Linked DNA regions of Sorghum bicolor: region 1 is linked to region 2. Evidence: chromatin contacts called from public HiCAR-type data. All regions are on one chromosome and are shown on one strand. Each heading gives the region's core, a stretch centred on a gene start, on an enhancer-like site or on the middle of the called end of the contact. The rest is flanking DNA. Distances are from core to core; before and after follow the strand shown. Region 1 holds the start of LOC8084755 (L-type lectin-domain containing receptor kinase IX.1). Region 2 holds the start of LOC8084751 (syntaxin-121).

Evidence for each region. HiCAR-type assays count read pairs that join an accessible place to other places.
Region 1: a contact with region 2 is called in a HiCAR-type map of leaf, with 5 times the contacts expected there. The contact joins the promoter of LOC8084755 here to the promoter of LOC8084751 in region 2. A contact is called at or near these places in 2 of 4 Hi-C or Micro-C datasets (leaf and leaf mesophyll) and 1 of 1 datasets of contacts at active chromatin or transcription factors (leaf).

The regions. Positions count from the first base shown.
Region 1 is chr8:7,711,076-7,714,517 of Sorghum_bicolor_NCBIv3, reverse strand. It overlaps LOC8084755 (L-type lectin-domain containing receptor kinase IX.1), which reads left to right and starts at 2,027. Exons shown (of 2, transcript XM_021445595.1): 1 at 2,027-3,442. The coding sequence starts at 2,148.
Region 2 is chr8:7,572,874-7,576,496 of Sorghum_bicolor_NCBIv3, reverse strand. It overlaps LOC8084751 (syntaxin-121), which reads left to right and starts at 1,487. Exons shown (of 1, transcript XM_021465959.1): 1 at 1,487-2,511. The coding sequence starts at 1,585. The coding sequence ends at 2,511. It overlaps LOC8084752 (probable thiamine biosynthetic bifunctional enzyme, chloroplastic), which reads left to right. Exons shown (of 9, transcript XM_002442925.2): 9 at 1-248. TRNAA-UGC (a tRNA gene) reads right to left here and starts at 3,248; the gene lies at 3,176-3,248.

The sequences.
Region 1 (3,442 bases), core at 778-3,277, 140 kb before region 2:
CCCTCTTTTTCAGGTTAGTTTTTGCCTAACCTTGCTGTAAAGGTGTCTTGGTTCTTTTTTTTTTTAATAAATTTTACTGGAGAGCTGGCTCCACGGGTTTTTTTAAAGAACTTTGTTTGATTCAGAATATTTTTATTTATTTTTTCGTGATTTTGATACAAGCACCCTGATCGTTATCGTGAGAAGTAAGTGGGTTTGGTCTCTGCATTGCAGATTGCTGCTAGGTGCTGACTTTGTGGGCAGTGAAGAGCAGCTGAGCTCATGTTGTGCCGATATTTGGCAGGCTGGGCAAACATGTATTTTAGAAAATTTGCCCTTATTCCTTTGTTACTTAATATATGAATGCCTGAAATAAATCATAATGAAACTATGAATCATTGTGTGTGCTTTGTAAACTACATTATCAACACTTGATTGCGAACCGTGACAGTTTTTTTAAGCTTTCAACATCTGTTTTCGTGATTTTCTTAGCTCCTATTGATATGGGTTTAAAATTCCTAAGAAAAGCAGAACCATCGAGAAGGACATGATCTTTGTTGGTTCATTAGGATCATGGTGGATGTGCATGTGTTCATGGACAGATGCAGGTTTGTCGTGCAAGGGCAGACCAGCAACAAGCAGCACAAGCATCTTATTGTCTTATTGCTAATGGCAATGTGTTCACGGATGCAGCATATGGTGCCTCTGCAGATGACCAGCAGCAAGCAGCACAAGCATCTTATCGTCTTAGCATATGGTGCCTCTGCAACGACTTCACAGAGGGATTGAATCTGGCCGACAATGCTTCTGAACCAGGATCAACGCCAGCTCCTAAGGGAGCAACAAAATGCATATCAGGAAGTGTTTTGATTACTTGCGCACAGATGAAGTGTTCTCATTAATTGATAAATTTAACATTGGTGCCATGCCAATCATGATCTTTCTTCCCCTTAACAATCACTGAAATTGGCAGCTGTATGAATTGTTGATTGCTTCTTAGACAAAGGCATCCTTAACTTGCCAATGATAAGAATTGTCAGTAGAAGTAGAAAATTTGGTGTAGTAATTGGATTGGTATAAAGATGGGTGTACAATGTGCTTGTTCTCCTCACTTCGTTATAGACTGAACATGGATCAAATTGCCCAGACTTCTGCTTAGAAAGGTTTTACATGGAGAAGAAAGCCACCTCTAGCAGATGTGCACAATGAATTGTAGAAGCTAGATGATTAGGATGCTGGCTTATGACAATGCTTTTGTTACCGTAGTCTCTCGGATGCTTTTTGGAGTGGGAGTTGCATAAGGAGTGTTGTTCAGGCAATATGAAGAGTTTATGTTCGGTATTAATTTATTTCCGTTGCAACGCACTCTATTTAAAAATAGAAGGAGTACTTCATTACTCTCTCTCTTCACTTGGGAGATCTTCCATTCATAGAGTAGATACGTGAGACCTTTTGCCTCCTCTATGATGAAGCCTGCTTCAACTTGTCTCTAATTTCGCTTATCATTGCCAAATAAATACGGGCACAGTCCGGTTGAATGATGATTTGAGTTACGTCTTGTTTAGTTTCCACTCAAACTTTTCGTCACCACATCAAATATTTGGACACCAAAATAATTAATTGTATAATTTACATGTATTTCTTGAGACGAATCTTTTAAATCTAATTAATTTATAATTATATACTAATTGCTATAATTATAAATATGCTACTGTATCTATTTTTTTTCACGAACTAAACCAGGCCTTAGCCATCTTTGTATAGCCTTCCACGGGCCTTCAAACGATGGCCCGGTCTGGCCTGTCTACAAAACAAAGGAACCATTCAACATTAATTTTGATCCATCCCGGAGGTGGCGCGCGGTCTCTGATTATTCAGATAGTTTCTAAGATTTATATGTTAAAAACATTACGCAAAAAATACTCTGTGTAATAGATTTAGTCGACATCATGCTCATAAAAAATCTGACTAGCTAGCAACTTGTGTGTGGACCGTCCCGAAGCATGGGACCTACTTGACAACCTTCAGTTCTATAAATTTAATTTGAGTATATATGAGGCATGATTGATCGACGTATCTCACACACAACTGTGTGAGTATGCCATTATATTGTTGTGACAGTCCAATAATCACCGAATTTGACGAACACACCCAAATAATTAACTTCCATGGCTGTAAAAAACTTGTGCTCATGCTCAAGCAGCAGAGCTCATCATCATCAGCAGCTTCTCCTTCTCTTCGTCTTCTCCTTGTTGGCCCTCTCACTGCTGCATGTCCCTTACCAAGCCAATTCTCTCTCCTTCAGCTACACCTTCTTCAACCCGGATGACTTCAGGCCGGAGGACGACGCACGCGTATTCGATGGCAGGATCGAGCTGCTCGGCGACGAGTTCGCCGGGCGCGCCAGGGGGCGGGCGTGGCACAGGCAGCCGGTGCAGCTCTGGGACAGCACCACCGGCGAGGCTGCCAGCTTCACCGCCAACTTCAGCTTCAGCATCCAGTCCGTCCCTGGCAAGGGCGGCGCCGCAAGCGCCGGGCACGGCATGGCGTTCTTCCTCGCACCGTACACGCCGGACCTGCCGCAGGAGTCCTACGACGGCTGCCTCGGCCTCTTCGACGAGAGCGAGGCGCCTAGCTACGCCAGCTTCAACGCCTCCGGCGACTCCAGGTTCGTCGCCGTCGAGTTCGACATCCACAAGGACATCTGGGACGCCAGCAGCCACCACATCGGCGTCGACGTCAACAACGTCGACTCCCGCGGCGACTACACGGTGTTGCCCGACGGCAGCCTCGTCGACGCCGGCGAGATGTTCGCCACCGTCGTCTACGACAACGGCACGCGCAGCCTCGACGTCACCCTGATGATGGTCGGAATCGGAAGCGGCGCCACTTACACGTCCGCAGCCACCGTGGACTTGAGAAGCTTGCTGCCGGAGCAAGTCGCGGTTGGCTTCTCGGCGGCGACAGGCGACGAGCACGCCGCAAACCACACGGTGCTCTCGTTCTCGTTCCGCTCGACGTTGGCAACCAAGAACAGCACCTCCATCGCTGTGACCACCAAGAAGTCGACGACGACCCTGCAACTCGGCGCCGGAGTGGCCGCCGCTGGTTTGCTGGTACTCCTGCTCGTCGTCGTCGCCGTGGCGGTGTTACTAGTCCGGCGTTCAAGGAGAAGGGGCAAGCAACGATACGACGAGGAGAAGCTAACGACGGACGGCGACGACGACGACTCCCTGGACGTGGTCGATGATAGGGACTTCGAGTCCAGCACGGGGCCCCGACCGATCCCGTACGCGCAACTGGCGGCGGCGACGAAGGAGTTCGCGGCGGAGGGGAAGCTGGGGCAGGGCGGGTCGGGGTCGGTGTACCGCGGCCACCTGAAGGAATCCGGCCTGGATGTCGCCATCAAGGTGTTCGCTCGGGGGGCGTCCATGGAGGGAAGGAAGGAGTACAGGTCCGAGGT
Region 2 (3,623 bases), core at 238-2,737:
TTCCCATGAACAAGAAGTTTAAGACATTTCAAAGGCGCTGAATTGTAATAAGAAATTGATAATGCATCGGAACTAATTTGATGCAAGTACTAAACTTTTTTTTACTACGGTAAATAGTATTCCAGTCTTTTCAAATTATAAGATGTTTTGGTTTTTCTAGGTACATTGCTATTAATATGTATCTAGATAGTGTATAAAGACAAAACGTTTATATTTTGAAATGGAGAGAGTTGGTGTTATTTGAAGTATGATCAGCTATATACCTATATATCTCTTCTTGAATCTATTCAATAAAGTGTAAAGATTTGCTCTCATTGAGCTTGATGATTTTTTTTAATAAGTGGCATTCGTTAAAATTAACAGCATCTTACAGAGTAGATTACAATCATCCCATTCGAGATGGGATAGAGCCTTAATTTGACAGGGCAGAGAGGTAGTAGCTCCCTGTGCTGAGAAGCAGTGCTCCCTTTATACCCACAAAAAAGTTGTTTTGGATCAAGTTTAGGTCAAACATTAGAAATATAACTTATAAATAACTTTAGGCCAAACATATGAATAGAATCTTGAAAAATACTTTTATAAAATTATACATATACCTTCTTTTGATAAATATTTTTATAAAATAAAGATTTAAAGTTAGACTTTGGAGACTATGTTGTTGTCCTAAATGACTTTATTTTTTATATGGAACTGTTGTAGCAGCAATGGCATTGATCTCTGTATCTTGTGCACCTGAAAATGGGAGTATGTAGTGTTCATTGATCTCGGTATCTTGTTCACCCGAGGGGCTGTTTAGTTCTTCATTTGAGCCAAAAAAAAATTTAGGTTTTGAGTGTTTTAAATAGCGGGCTAAATTAGTTCTTCATTTGAGCCAAAAAAAATTAGGTTTTGAGTGTTTTAAATAGCGGGCTAAGGTGTTTAGTGGTATCTCTAAACTAGCTAATGGTGGTGCTAAATCAGGCTGGAGGGATATAGCAGCTAAATTGTATATGAACACAAATAGCGGTACTTTACCTCAAAGGGTTATAGCAGGAGATTTAAAACTATGGTTTTGACCCATTATTCTGCAGAATAGAATTAAACATCATCTAAAATTTTCAATAAAATAATTGTCATTCTGCATCATGGATTCTGACCTCAATAGCCCAAAAGAGCAGCTTTATATATTTGGACCATAAAATTTTTAGTATTTTAGATGAAATTAAACATAAGCATGAAAAATTAGTATTTTATATTTCATCATTTCAAAATACTTTATATTTTATATTCTACGGGGAACTAAACGCACCATCGAAATGGGAGTACCGAAATGGAAGTCTTTGCATGACCTTCAATAGTCTAGCAGTGATTCTTTTGATGTTCCAACGAGAGGCCGTGTTGGAGAGATATTGTTCTTGATGATTAAAATAAAATAGAAAAGAAGGATACGTGCCACTATGCCACTGCACTAGCTAGATCTGTCAATAAGCACCGACATGATTAAATGCAGAAAAAATCTTGCTTTTCTCGGCGACCATTTGAGATTGAGATTTGACCACACCGAAAGATCCACCTCGCAACCAGTTCCGACGCCGGCCGGCCACGATGAACGACCTCATGACCGACTCCTTCGTCGCCGCCGCGGCCAAGGCGCAACAGGGCGGCGCGGCCGCGGCTGCCCCCGCCCCCGCCGGCGGCGACGGCCCGGAGCTCGGCGCGTTCCTGGCCGAGGCGGACGCGGCAAAGACCGAGATGTCCGCGCTGCGCGACGAGCTGTCCCACCTCCGATCCGCGCACGAGGCGTCCAAGAACGCCGTGGTGGGCTCCGGCGAGGCGCGCGCCGCCACGCAGGCGGCGCTGGTCCGCCTCCTGGGTTCCGCGCGGCGGCTCCGCGCGCGCCTCGCCTCCATGGACCGGCGCGCCCCGGCCCCCGCGGCGCAGGCCGCGGCGGGTCTCGGCCGCCGCGTGCGCGACCTCACCGCGGACGTGCAGGCCCTCCGGCGGCAGGTCTCCGCGGAGCGCCGGAGCGACGTGGCCCGCCGGTACCTCGCCGTGGCCGGGGACGCGCCGACCGAGGAGCAGCTGGACCGCCTCCTCGCCAGCAGCACCGAGGATCCCTCCGACGCGGCGATGCGGGCGGCGCTGCTGTCCGCCTCAGGGGCGGAGGAGCAGGAGGAGACCGCGAAGGAGGTGGCGGAGGTGGAGCGCGGCCTGCTGGAGCTCCAGCAGCTGTTCCTGGACATGGCCGCCCTCGTGGACGCCCAGGGCGCGCCGCTGGACGACATCGAGCGGCAGGTGGGCGCGGCCGCGGGCGACGTGGCCGCGGCCGAGGCGGAGTTTAGCGAGGCCCGGAGGCTGCAGGGCGCCGCGCGGCGGAGGCGGGTCTGCCTGGCCGGCGGAATCGTAGCGCTACTGCTCGTCGGCGTTGCCGTCGCGGTCGTGGTGGCCATGGTGCTGGTGCGCAGAGGCGGCGGCGGCGGCGCCGCGAAGCTTGTGCTGCAGCTCGCCGCCGCGGCCTTGCCCGCGCGGTGAAATCCGCTTTGGCTTGGGATCCCGCGGTTTTCTGGTGTGGTCACTGTCACTGTTGACGTCTGTGTGGCCTGATTAACCTGCGTGAATCTTGTCAGTTTTGAACGGCAGTGTTTGTGTTTGGTTGATGCGGAGATCGGATGAAATGAGACTTCGGCCTTGTTTACTTCTTAAAATTTGCCAAAATTTTGCAAAATTTCCGTCACATCGAATCTTTAGATACATGTATGGAGGATTAAATATAAATAAAAATAATAACTAATAGCACAGTTTGTTTGTAATTTATGAAACGAATCTTTTGACCCTAATTAGTCTATAATTAAACAATAATTGTCAAATACAAACGAAAATATTATAATAGTCAAACCTGAAATTTTTCACCAACTAAACAAGGCCTTCCTTCGGTTTAAAAATAGATTTTGAATGAAACTTTTGGAGATTGCAATCTTAAGCTAAAAAATTGCATGTGATTTATGCAAATGAAGGTGTCCGCAACTCAAATGTTCCGCCCTTGCGTGGAAAAAGGGGAATAACTGAGGATAAGGAAATAAAAAAGAAAGGTATTTGCAAAAAAACGAAAAGGAAAAAAGGCATATACAAATACACAAAAGGGCCATATCTAAGCAAATAATAATAACAAAAACGAAAAATGCAAATACAGTAAAAATGGAGATGCGGGGGATCGAACCCCGTGCCTCTCGCATGCAAAGCGAGCGCTCTACCATTTGAGCTACATCCCCTTTCATGTTTTATCGAAGCACAAGTATTTATTTTATCATACGGAAAGTTGAAACTTCATTCCCATCTGTACGACAAAGTGGTGTGGTTCATAACTATGCTGGTTATGATCTGATACAACAAGAAAATAATATATACATATATAAACCTAATTATGATGCATTAAGTTTGTAGGTATCATAAAGAATCGTGTCAAATACTCAACGTTATGGCCATCTTTCCATGCACTTCGTTAAACATTTCTTTTGAGTAGGCACCAAATCGAGCTGAGTAATACCTCATACTTTTTGTGCCCGAGGGTCACAAGAAAAAGTAATAATCCTCCTATATCTGAAATCAAATAGTCATGTCCAAAGGAGGGGGGGGGGGGGGGTGCT